Regions from separate parts of the Pan troglodytes genome. Here region 2 is linked to region 1. A link is a contact called in public Hi-C data. All regions are on one chromosome and are shown on one strand. Each heading gives the region's core, a stretch centred on a gene start, on an enhancer-like site or on the middle of the called end of the contact. The rest is flanking DNA. Distances are from core to core; before and after follow the strand shown.

What was found. Hi-C and Micro-C count contacts between places; a contact is called where the count stands out from the background.
Region 2: a contact with region 1 is called in a Hi-C map of stem cell-derived neural progenitor cells, with 12 times the contacts expected there. The contact joins two enhancer-like sites. A contact is called at or near these places in 3 of 7 Hi-C or Micro-C datasets (induced pluripotent stem cells and stem cell-derived neural progenitor cells) and 1 of 1 other capture datasets (stem cell-derived neural stem cells).

The regions. Positions count from the first base shown.
Region 1 is chr1:14,083,257-14,086,677 of NHGRI_mPanTro3-v2.0_pri, forward strand. All of the region lies in intron 1 of LOC134809907 (a long non-coding RNA gene), which reads left to right. Among named protein-coding and RNA genes, the nearest start is that of TOMM20, 41 kb to the left of the region's middle. Within about 2 kb of position 1,740, at least 12 of the 24 cell types and tissues checked have an H3K27ac peak or open chromatin away from gene starts, as enhancers often do. A contact at or near this core is called in stem cell-derived neural progenitor cells and stem cell-derived neural stem cells, where this site is marked.
Region 2 is chr1:14,677,973-14,681,393 of NHGRI_mPanTro3-v2.0_pri, forward strand. No RefSeq gene overlaps it. Among named protein-coding and RNA genes, the nearest start is that of TARBP1, 20 kb to the right of the region's middle. Within about 2 kb of position 1,584, at least 11 of the 24 cell types and tissues checked have an H3K27ac peak or open chromatin away from gene starts, as enhancers often do. A contact at or near this core is called in stem cell-derived neural progenitor cells and stem cell-derived neural stem cells, where this site is marked.

The sequences.
Region 1 (3,421 bases), core at 490-2,989:
AAGTGAGCATGGAGCTGACTGAGGTTGGCCTGGTTCCAAGTCCCTGTCCTCATATACCCATTCCTGCTGCCCAAGCAGGCAGTTGTGGTGGATGGGAGAAGGCAGGGGGGTTCCTTGCGAGCTTATGGCTTCTCTCTCTCTCTCTCTCTTTTGAGATAGGGTCTTTCTCTGTTACCCAGGCTGGAGTGCAGGGGCGCCATCATAGATTGTTGCAGCCTCCAACACCTGGTCTCAAGTGATCCTCCCACCTCAGCCTCTCGAGTAGCTGGGACTACAGGCATGCACCACCATGCCCGGCTAATTTTTAGATTTTTTGTAGAGATGGGATCTTGCTATGTTGTCCGGGCTGGTCTTGAACTCCTGGCCTCAAACAATCCTCCCGCCTTGACCTCCGAGGTGCTGGGATTACAGGCGTGAGCTACCATGCCTGTATTGCATCTCTTTTTTTTTTTTGAGACAGAGTCTTGCTCTTGTCAACCAGGCTGGAGTGCAATGGCGCAATCTCAGCTCACTGCAGCCTCCACCTCTCGGATTTAAGCGATTCTCCTGCCTCAGCCTCCTGAGTAGCTGGGTTTACAGGCACGTGTCACCGTGCCCGGCTAATTTTTGTATTTTTAGTAGAGACGGGTTTCACCATGTTGATCAGGCTCATCTTGAACTCCTGACCTCAGGTGATCCACCGCCTCGGCCTCCCAAAGTGCTGAGATTACAGGTGTGAGCCACTGCGCCTGGCCACGTCTCTCTCTAGAGACCTCTCCACCCTGGGGACAAGCCTGAGTCTTGGCCCTAAGGAGGGGCTTGCACTGCCTCACCCACCCATTCCTTCGACAGACTCTGACTCCATGCCAGTCACTGAGGCCTAACCTGGGTTGAGGGAGACCCAGGATTCTTCTTTCTGAGAATCTTGCCATCTATGGGGGATGTCACCATTATCCAGCCCTAGTCTGTCATTCACAGGTGAGAAGACTGCAGTCAGGGAGGTCGGGGGTGCTGAGCCCTGGTTTCCTGCTGTGGGGTGCATCACTGTCATTCCCCCTGGGATGAAGTGGCATCTGGAATGCCGCCTTTGAGCTGTACTTCTGCCTTCCCATGTTTATTCCTAAGCTCTGCCCAGTGCTTCTCACAGAGTGGGCATCTCTTAGACGTTCCAAAATTGTGGACGATTGCGCAACACAGTCTCCTCTGGAAGGGCCATGTGGACCGTGGGAATCGAGTGACGTCTGGTCTTCAGTGTGGGAGCCTCCTGGTTACAGGTGGCCTCCACCTCTTAGCAAGACAGGAGCTGCGTGTGTCTTCCGATGCCCAGATCCTGCTGGGATAGCAGCGCTCCCTGTTCCACGAAATCCTCTGGCGAATCAGACAGTGGGTCCTTGATAAAATCAGTAACACGTGCCCCAGCTCTCCCCGCCGGGACCGCAGTAAATCTTCACATTTTTGCTACATCACTGCTTCTCTGACAGCTCAAGATGTTTTTCTGCTTCTGAGGATCCCTTTATTAAAAGCCTTGGAGTCCCACGGACGTGTTAAGCAGCGCTCCCTCTGGCGCCTCCCTGCCTTGCCATTTTCCCAGCTCAGCTTCTGCCTCTCTGCGTCTCCCACAAGCTTTCCACATCACTCATTCTGACATTTGAAAGTTTCCAAGCTTGTTCTGAAATGCTACAAACACTGCCATTGTTATGTGCCAGGCTTGGAATGCTGAGAATCCCAGGACGCTGGAGATGGGGCCTCGAGCCTTGCAGGGGAGCTGAGCAGCTGCACAGGGCCTGGGGATGTGGGCTGAGGACGAAGGCTGCTCCTGTTCCTCTGTGGACCGCACCAGGTCCAGTGGCTGCTGCCTTCCTGGCCTTCCTCCATTCCCACTGCACCAGGCCGTGGTTCTGTGCTTCCCACAGACTCACTCCAGCCACTCCGTTTACTGAGGAAAATCACCCCTCTTTCCCACATTGCATGGTTTCTTCTGCTTGGAGATAGGTCTGCTTGCTTGTGACAGGTTCTTTAGTTTTCAGGAGACGATATCAGAGAAAACAAACCTTGACGTGTTTGGGTTTTGGGTGTCCAGCCCTGAGGTCTGTCTTCCTACAGCTTTTTTTTTTGAGACGGAGTCTCACTCTGTTGCCCAGGCTGGAGTGCAGGGGTGCAATCTTAGCTCACTGCAACCTCTGCCTCCCGAGTTCAAGCGATTCTCCTGACTCAGCCTCTTGAGTAGCTGGGACTACAGGCACATGCCTCCATGCCTGGCTAATTTTTGTATTTTTAGTAGAGACGGGGTTTCACCATGTTGGCCAGGCTTGTCTCGAACTCCTGACCTCAGGTGATCCACCCTCCTCAGCCTCCCAAAGTGCTGGGATTACAGGTGTGAGCCACTGTGCCTGGCCTGTCTTCCTATAGTTCTTATGCTGGCTGAAGTGCTGTTTTCATTAAGATTCATATCCAGTTGGCTTTGCCCACAGGTGCTATTTTTGCAGGTACGCAGCGCTCTTGCAGGCCACTGGGACCTGCTGGTGTCTGGAGTGCCGCCTTCCAGCTGTGCCGCTTTCTGTGCCGCTTTCTCACAGAGTGGGCCCCTTTTAGTTTCCAGCACTCTGAATGATGGCGCAAACACTGCTGTACCCCAAATCTTCGGTGGCACACCACACTCCAATTCTGCTTTAGCCGCACAGGTTTCAGCAAGACACCCTGCCGGTTTCATTTTTACTAGTTGTTCTCAGACTTTTGGATTCGTAGGCTAGAAAACTGAAAACAACAGGGTAGACATAGGTAATCAAGTGTGATTTTGCCTAGTGAAGACATAAACAAAACCAAACAAAATGATGTCTACAATCACAGGCACTCTCATGTCCTACAACAAAGCAGATTTAAACGCCAGAAAAGTAGGAGGAAGAGAATAAAACCAGAGTGAAAGACAGCGCTTGCCAGGAAAGGACAGATCTCACGCTGACAATTTCACTGCGGAGGGATGGAAACGTGGCCGAAGCCCAGCAGCTGTTAGTGAGCCAGCATTTCATTCATTCATTATTTATTTTTAGAGACAGGGTCTCACTGTGTTGCCCAGGATGGGGTTCAGTGGTGCCATCACAGCTCCACTGCAGCCTCAGACTCCTGGGCTCAAGTGATCCTCGTGCCTCAGCCTCCCGAGTAGCTAGGACTACAGGCATGCGCCACCACACCCAGCTGATTTTTTTTGTTTGTTTGTAGAGATGGGATCTCACTATGGTGACCAGGCTGGTCTTGAACTCCTGGCCTCAGGCAATCCTCCTGTCTTGGCCTCCCAAAGTGCTGGGATTACAGGCATGAGCCACCTCACTCAGCTGAGCTAGCATTTCTGAATCTTGGGTCTATGATGGAAGCGGAAGGCGGCACTCCAGACCCCAGCAGGTCCCAGTGGCCTGCAAGAGCGCTGCGTACCTGCAAAAATAGCACC
Region 2 (3,421 bases), core at 334-2,833, 590 kb after region 1:
TCCCACTTTTAGAGAAAATAGGAACAAAATCTATTACATGTATTTTAGGCCCTCTATCTGAATTCTGAAGTCTTTCTCTGACTTCTTTTTCAGCTTCAGCTTTTGATTTCAGGCACATTCACACTTGTTTAGCTTTCAACTTACAGAGAATGCTGGAAAAGAGATTCATGCATTATTTAGAGCATTCGTCTAAATGCCCTCCCAGATCCCTTCTAACTCCATGAGGTCCCATGAGTCTGTGAAATGCATGGGCAAAGGAAGAGGAACTGAGGCTTTGAAATCAGATATACCTAGTTCCAATTCCCAGTTCTCAAGTTTACTAGTTGTGCGACTTTGGGTGAGCTGCTTAACCTCATAGGAGCCTAGAGTCTTCATCTAAAAACCTGGGCCAGTGCCAACTACCAAGCCATGACTGTGAGGATTAAATGAGACATTACTTCCATAAAAACATGGAACAGAGTGTGAGGCATACAGCAGGTGCCAAGGTAGATATTAGATCCTGCTTTTCATTATTGGTGCAAGTTTCTGATGGGTCAAACATGCAGGCTGTTGTATATTTGAATATTGCTTCAGTCTTCACTTCCACGGTTTTATTTCAAAAAGAGAAAGAAGGAAGGAAATAAACAGAAACTGTCAGAGGCCCTTCGGAAATCATCACCCATCCATTGAAATGTGCTTTCCTTTCAAAAACTACCTTATTAATTATTCATTGCTTTTGGAACTGAAAATGAGAACAGAGCTTAAGACCCAGAGTTGGACAAGAACAGTGTTCCAACTGCTTGATTTCTGTCATTTCCTGGTATCTACGCAGTACCTCCCAAAATCTGAGATTTGCAGTTTTGGGAGTCGAGAGACCTTTAGGCTTGATGATCAGTCAGGTTTAGTCAGGTTTAGCCAATGCCCTGGAATGACTGTTCTCTTTACTTTCATTTCCACTCCCGGCACCGCATTTCTGGGGGATTATTTCACTGCATGGGTGGCCCGAGTCCCTTGGCCTTCAGCCTTATGGCTCATTCCACCGCTCTGGGCAAGCCATAACCACCCGAACATGCAAGTCTTTCTTTCGTGCCCCAGTGGCATGAGTAACATCATTAACTCTTCAGGGCCGAGGCTTGGGATTAGGTAAAAATCTTACATCCCCCTGTGTTTGCAGTCAGAACACCAGAGTAACAACAGGGTGTTTGCGGGGCTTGTTTTCACGCCAGAAATGAGGTTGCCCTAACACACAATCTTTAAGATGTTTTTTCCCTAACGATTGTACTTCACCAGGATCGTGGGTTACAAAATGGAAGCTCAGTGCTTCCTGCTTCGAGTTCCAGTAGAACAAACGTGCAAGAGACTCCTCGGCTTGGAAACTCTTCAAACCAGGGAAGGGCTGCTGATGTGTCCCCAGGAGGGGAAGGGCAGGAGGAGCACAGTTGTGCAGGGGGGTGTTTCACATGCTTCTCTAAAGATGAGCTTCCTAAAGTGTAAAAAGGCTGGGGAAAGACACATTTCCCAAGGCCTGGGGCCAGTGCGGGGACAAACGCGAGGCTGGCGCACGTGCATTGTGGGTTCCGCGCGCCATCTGGTGGCTTCGGGCTGACATTGGGCGCACCATCCGGTCTTTTACCCGGTTGACAGACCTCATAGAAGGAACCCATTGCGGGCGATTAAGTTCTGCTGGAAGTGATCACCAGGGCCCCCAAAGGAAGACACCAAGGGCCAGATGTTCCGAATTCCACTCCTTATTCTACAACTGGATACTGAAAGCCTCAGGTTCTCTTTGACAAGGGGGCACTGATCATTCCTTCAGGACCAGCCTTCCTATCACACAGCAACATAAGCACTCGGCTCTGGGCAGTGTGGCCCCTCTGTGCCTTGCTTTCCACATCATGACGCCACATGACGGGCCACAGGAGTCTTCCCTTTGCCCCTACCTGGAACGCGTGTATTCCCTTCCAGCCTTGTGAATCCCACAGTTCTCAAGGCTCAGTCCACAGGCATCTTTATATCCTTAGAATATTTGCCTCATATTTTGTTCATACTAGTGTTTCCAAAGTGTGTTCCAAGAATGATGGTGTTATTAATCAGAATTGTATCTCTTTTTGAAAAGGCATTCAAAGTTTGGGAAAGTCAGGGTTACGCAAAGGTTAAACAGACCTGATTGCAGGATATCTCAGGAGCATGACACATACTGAGAATGTAGTGGATTTCTAAGAAGGAACTACAGTTTGCTATAGTTTCTAAACTTGTTTGACATCAAAACCTTCCTCCTATCTCCACCTTTGAAATGTATCTTGCAAATATTGCATCTAATAAAACAATTTTAAGGAAAAATAGCATCCTGTTCACTTGACCCAAGATTATGTAGCTATCTTTTTAAAACTGGAAGACATCTGCATTCGTTTGCTAGGGCTATTATATTGCCTCACAGTTGTGGATGCTGAAGATCCAAGGCCAATGTGTTGGCAGGGTTGGTTTCTTCTGAGGCCCCTCTCCTTGGCTTATAGATGGTCGTCTTCTCTCTGTGTTACCACATGGTCTTCCCTCTGTGCCTATCTGTGTCCTAGTTGCCTTCTCTTTTCTTCATTATTTCTTCTTCTTCTTCTTTTTTTTTTTTTTTTTTTTGAGATGGGGGTCTCACTATGTTGCCCAGGCTGGTCTCAAACTCCTGAGCTCAAGTGATCCTTCTGCCTCAGCCTCCCAAAGTGCTGAGATTACAGGAATGAGCCACTGTGCCCAGTCCTAATTTTCTCTTCTTATAAGGACATCGGTTATATTGGGTTAGGACCCACCAACATGACCTCATTTTACCTTAACCACCCTTTTAATGTCCCTATGTCCAACTACAGTTACATTCAGAGGTACTAGGGGTTAGGACTTTAACAAAGGAATTTTGGGGAGCCACAGTTCAGCCCGTAACAACATCTTATTGTTGTATCTGTAGGGTAAAATGTATGCTTCAATGGAAAATTATGCATTGTTTAGAGCAGGGTTGGCAAACTACAACCAGTGAGCCAGATCCAGCTGGCCACCTGTGTTTGTAAATAAAGTTTATTGGCACACAGCAGCATTCACCCTTCACATATTGTCTAAGATTACTTGCATGTTCACTGACAGTTGAGTATCTGTACAAAAACCATATGGCTTGCAAAACCAAAAACATTTACAATCTAGCCCTTTATAGGAAAAGGTCTAGAACCCACCCACCCACCCTTCAGGGTTATCTAATTTTGATCCTATAGGGGCTCTGCACCTTTCACGGCCTTTGAGCTATTTTACAACTCAATAAATTGTAGATCATGGATAACAATGCAAAACAATCCTTGACCACAGACAAGAAGCAGCCAGTTTTGCCTCAGTTTGCTTATTCCTTTCAGTATCCTTATCAATAAATGTGTGTCTTCTTTGGATTATCTTTTGAACTGGCTGTAGCATC